Linked DNA regions of Arabidopsis thaliana: region 1 is linked to region 2. The links are chromatin contacts, called in public ChIA-PET maps. All regions are on one chromosome and are shown on one strand. The core of a region is the stretch at or near the end of the contact, and the rest is flanking DNA. Distances in the headings are between cores, read along the strand shown.

What was found. ChIA-PET counts read pairs in DNA pulled down with a chosen protein or histone mark.
Region 1: a contact with region 2 is called in an H3K4me3 ChIA-PET map of shoot, with 10 read pairs. The contact joins the promoter of AT2G25010 here to the promoter of AT2G24860 in region 2. A contact is called at or near these places in 8 of 26 Hi-C or Micro-C datasets (callus, leaf, root and 3 more), 1 of 2 datasets of contacts at active chromatin or transcription factors (shoot) and 1 of 3 other capture datasets (root).

The regions. Positions count from the first base shown.
Region 1 is chr2:10,630,085-10,632,840 of TAIR10.1, reverse strand. It overlaps AT2G25010 (Aminotransferase-like, plant mobile domain family protein), which reads right to left and starts at 1,310. Exons shown (of 5, transcript NM_128059.5): 1 at 1,067-1,310; 2 at 334-990; 3 at 95-244; 4 at 1-20. The coding sequence starts at 1,150. It overlaps WRKY60 (WRKY DNA-binding protein 60), which reads right to left. Exons shown (of 5, transcript NM_128058.4): 3 at 2,303-2,611; 4 at 2,103-2,219; 5 at 1,428-2,015. The coding sequence ends at 1,746.
Region 2 is chr2:10,586,943-10,589,709 of TAIR10.1, reverse strand. It overlaps AT2G24860 (DnaJ/Hsp40 cysteine-rich domain superfamily protein), which reads left to right and starts at 1,294. Exons shown (of 3, transcript NM_128045.3): 1 at 1,294-1,676; 2 at 2,263-2,412; 3 at 2,515-2,767. The coding sequence starts at 1,470. The coding sequence ends at 2,592. It overlaps AT2G24870 (Plant self-incompatibility protein S1 family), which reads left to right and starts at 95. Exons shown (of 2, transcript NM_001335964.1): 1 at 95-162; 2 at 910-1,141. The coding sequence starts at 136. The coding sequence ends at 1,050.

The DNA.
Region 1 (2,756 bases), core at 61-2,560, 43 kb before region 2:
TCATATGGACACCAAGTGATCTGCATTTTCACAACCATCAATTATTAACATTTAGAGCAATACAAAATTCATAAGGATGAACTGAAGGGTTTACCTTGCTAGGATCAAGATCGTCCAGTTCTCTGCGGTACTCAGATAGGTCGGTTTTGGATCTGCTTCCTTTACCTTTCCACAAAAGAGCAAGCGGGAAACACGCTTCGGATTTCTCGGGTCTACCGATATCCAGATGAAAATAACTCCAACACTATATACATGAGACAATCATATGTTACATTTCCTAAAGATATTGAAATCTCAACTGGACAGAAAACCAAAACTAACATAGAAGCCAACCTGTAGCAAAGTCAAACAACCGCAAATGTTGCTCTGAGATTTAAGCGACGCATTACCGAGCGCTCGGTAAAGACAAGCCAACGCAGCAGCTCCCCAAGCATATCTCCCAGCTTGATCAAAATCCTCAAACAAAGGCAAATACTTAACAGAGACTTTATCACCATCAGTAGTAGCAAAAATGGTACTACCAATAAGATACAAAAGATAAGCTCGAGTATGACATTTAACAACATCGAAAGAAGCATCTTCAGGACACTCAGAGAAAGTTCTTTTAAGCCAATTAAGCTTAACCCTAGAACAATTAACTTCTTTATTAGCAGCAGATGGTAACTTCCCTAAAAGTCTACCACACATATCCATAGCAACCTCATCACCAACTTTAGAACCAACAATGGGATCTCCATCAATCTCAAGTCCAAGTACTAAAGCAACTTCGTCTAAGGTTATAGTCATTTCTCCTAAAGGAAGATGAAAAGTATTGGTTTCTCTTCTCCATCGCTCAACAAGTGCAGAGATCAGTGAATTGTTTAAACTCATTGGACCGATTTTGCGAAAGTAACCGAAACCAGCTTTGTCCACGAGGTTAATTTGTTCATCAGTGAGTTTCCATTGATGTAGCAATGAAGTGTGTTCTTGACAACGAAGTAGACCTCGTTCCTAAGGTAAGTAAGGGGAAATAAGATTAACCCTAAATTCAAAATCTGAAATTTAGCAAGGGAATTAAGAAAAAAACCTGTCCTTCCCAAACAGCAGAAGAAACATGGAGGTCTTGCTCGTATAGGACAGATGGATCAACTGGTCCGACATCAATATCCATGTCGATAACTTACTCAAAATCAGCGAAAACTAAGATTACATAAACAAATTTTTGTCAAATTCTCAAAACACGAAACTTTTGATTCTTCAATTTGGGACTAAACACAGATGAAGAAGAAGAAGAAGTTGGGATTGGAAGCTAACCGTAACCTAATTTGGACTCGGTTCATAATTTTTCTTCTTGGCTTTTTATAGCTGTACCGGTTATTTTGGTTTGGTTCTCTTAAACCGACTCTGTTTTTCGTGGTTTTACTCTGTTTCCGGGTTTCTCTGTTTCTTTTATGTCTGTAATGGCATCACATTCTTCTCTAATGGAAGTTAATACAAACAACTGAACAAGATAACATTGGAAGATACATAAACTGTCGAAGCAGCGTCAATCTACCATACTTACACCGAGCTATAACAAAACTCTTTCAACATAAGATAAAATGGGGGTGACCCTTTTTGGATACTTAGATTTGATGTAATTATATACACACACATTAAAATTGACATCTATGCCTCCTAATCAAGATCAAACAAATCTTTACCTTTTTACTAGGAATGAGCAACAAAATAGAACAAAACAGAAATATACATGTTCTAGAGAACTTTCATGTTCTTGAATGCTCTATCAATCTCCCGGAAATAGCAGTCGCAAGAGCTGCAGTGAACTTAGGATCTTTGGTCAACGAAGAAGCCATTTGTTGCACCAAAACCTCTTGAATCGTCCCTCTCTCTTTCTTTTCCTCAACTGGTTCAAGCCCACCTTGAACTAGATCAAGTTTCACTGTCCTGGACACACTTGCATGTGGTCCGGTGTGGTTATGTGTCCCTTCGTAAGTGGCTACCAAGAAAGATGGATCTTCTGCACTTCGTTGCACCTAAACAAGCGCACACACAACTAGGGAATTTAATCAGACAGCAAGATGATATCGAAGAACTCTTTAACAAAGTTTAAACCAAAGTACCTTCTTCTTGACTAGACAAGACGGTGAAAACGAGCATCTGAAGTAAGCTCTAGGAGATGGATTATCTCTCGTAATCTTTTGCCCGTATTTCCTCCATTGATATCCATCTTTCACAGTCTACAAGTAACGTATATCCACAAAACATTCGTTAACAAATCAATACACTCAAAGAACGATACTTGTAGTAGAAATCTCCTTACCAAGCTTGTGTCAGACTTCTCAGCAGCAAAGTAAGCGGTTGAAACCGTCGCTTTATCGTTGGTGATGTTCTCGATTGGTCCGAGACTGAGTCCAATTGGGGAGCTAACAAACTCATCAAGTTCTTGTTTTCGTTTCCCCGTTAGCTGTTTGTTCTGAAAGTTAACACTTTCAGGACTCTTTCGACTCTGCAACTCCTCCATAAGATTATTAAGAGCATAGTACTTCTCACAGACTCTTGCTAACATTTCGGTTAGCTTCTTGTTCTCCGAATTAACCCGGTTTATTTCATCTTGTAGCATATTTCTCTTCTGTGTAAAATGAAAATCACCATTACCAAACTAAGCTGTAAGACAAAGCTTTGATTTGTTCAACTTTTGAGCATCACCGATCTAAACAAACTATTCAATGTCTAAATCAGATATGAGAACTTGATCAACCTAATCCATTCACTCA
Region 2 (2,767 bases), core at 45-2,544:
ATTATGAATCCATGGAATTTGCGGAGTAGAACGAAACTAGGGTTTGTACTGGTCGTTTGCCGTTTTCCGACTACTACTACTTTCAAGGCTTCGGCGGTGGATTCACCTGAGAGTTCTTTAAATTTCACCAAGCATATGGATCAAGCTTGGATAATCTCACAGGTTCGTATCTTTCGAGAGTTGTTGAGTTTGTTGAATTTGAGTAATCACAAGAACGTTATTACAAGAACAAAATGTATAAACCTAATTTAGTTTGTCTTTCTCTACTTAGTTGTTTATTGTACTTTACAAATTGTCTATTACTTTTAAAAACAAATACTTTATTTACTAATAGGTTACATAGATAGTATGATATGATTTATAGAATAACCAGTTTATTATTGAGGATTTTTTTATGCACAATTGAATTTCTTAGTTATCATTTGATCTTTCACATAAGGTTTAATATTATCTACAACTGGTTACTTGATTTTATCATTTTTTTCATAATTCAATATTAATAGATTTATGTATATCTAATATGATTATTATAAGATATTATGCCATTTTACATACTATGCCAACAATAGTAATACAAATGTGTGCATATATAAAATCTGAAACACAAAAGCCAATAACAAAGCAAAAATCTAAATATCTACCCAAAAAAAATGAAAAACTGTTTAGTCTTTTTTATTCGTTTTTAGTTTTTGCATGCTTGACCATGTATTCGGCTCTGGAATCAGGATCACCAACGAACTCAAATTCAATAAACTTCTCAGGATTGGATGTTATTCCAAAGATGACAAATTTGGTCCAAAAACAATACCAATCGGCAAACATGTTGAAATCAATTTTATGATTAATTTTTGGCGTACGACGCGTTTTATGTGTCATTTGGAACAAGGACCTAACTATAAACATTATCAGAAATTTACAGCATTCAAGCTTTCTGGTTTTATGGATGAAGGAGGTATATGGGACTGGAGAGCAAGAGAAGATGGAATCTATTTAGACAAAGAAGGCGGCAAACATATTGGAAAATCGATTAATATGCATAAAAGTGTATGATTGGTTAAATTAAAAATATTTAACAATCTATGTAAGAACAAAAAAAAATGTTATATTATCATCTTAAAACTAGTAAATTTATACATAGAAAAAAATTATTTTCTCAATCATATAAGCAAACCAAAAACAAACAAGCAATCTGGATTTTGTTTTGACTGTAGGAAGAATCCAAGGAATTGTAGAGGAGATAATGAGTTGGTTTAAATCATTGAATCAATCATTTTAGCAAACAAAAAGATCCAACTTTAATGGGCCCAGGGTCCAATAACCCAATTGGGTTATTCCTAGACTTTTCTCCTCCTCCTGTTGTCTTCCAATTTGGTATGCGAGAAAAATAAAATAAAATAAAAATAAGCCAAAGACAAATTTAAACCTCCGATTTCAACCTTCTCGGCGAAGAAGAAGAAGAAGAAGAGAAAATGACGATTTGCATGTGTTGCGATTCACATCTCGTAGCGAAATCGATTCTAAATCCATGGAATTCTCCTAGGATAACGAAGCTAGGTTTCGTACCAGTCGTTCGCCGTTTTCCAGCTACTACTACCGTCAAGGCTTCGGCGGTGGATTCACCTGAGAGTTCTTCAAATTTCGCCAAGCGTATGGATCAAGCTTGGATTATCTCACAGGTTCGTATCTCCAGAGAGTTGTTGATGTGTATAATTTTGTTGAATCTGAGTAATCACAAGAACTGATCCTTGATGTAGTCATGTACGAGTGAAGAGCTATATGCAATTTTGTATGAGATTAAGAACTTGGATCTGTGATGAAATGTTGTAAATTTCAGATTATGAGGTGAATAGTATCAGCAAGTTTCAAAAGGATTTGTATCGAAAATCTGTAATTGCAAAGTACCTTTTAGTTGGTTTCTAGCAAAAAATGTTTGTTCACAATTCATTTGATTTGTGCATATGATGAGAACATGTTAGCTACTTAATCAGGTTGTAGCTGTTCTCTATGATCCCTGAGTGATGAGGCTTAAGCAGGCTTATCTCGCAACGCAATGTAGTTTTGTAGCTTTGCATGTACAATTGTTGGATTCTCTGCTTTTTCTCTAATATTGCTCTTAGAGAATCTATCAAAAGTTCAGACTTTGAAGCCTTTCTTCTAGCACTTGCAATTTGATATTGAGCTCGTGTGAATTTTCTAGATGTTACTTGTTGACCTGTGTTTCGATTCAATGATTTTCTTTGTCTGTTTTTTTCTTCACTGCAGCAACCAAGTCCTGTTGGATGTTCATCGTGCAATTCAAAGGGTCATGTGGAATGCAAATGGTGTGCGGGTACAGGATTCTTCATCCTTGGTGATAACATGCTTTGCCAGGTTCCCTCAAGGAATACTTCATGTGTAATCTGCTCTGGACAGGTTTGTTATCTAATAAAAACGAAAGTGCAGACACATTATTGTGTCTTCTTGTTTATATATCTTCCCAAGTATGAACAAATTCGATTCTTTCAATGGTTTTAGGGTTCTGCTAGCTGTAGCGATTGCAAAGGAACGGGGTTTCGTGCCAAGTGGTTGGAAAAACCTCCAGTGCCAACATAACTGATGAACAAAAGCAAGTTAAGCTTTTTGGTCTTTGATGATTTCTTATGGAGGAAAAATGTTTATATATTGATTCAAGTGGAACATGAATCAGATATGCATATATCTTTATACATGTGTTAAGTATATATATGTAAGTTCATTTATTCATTTCCCCTTGTTCTGTCTGTACAAC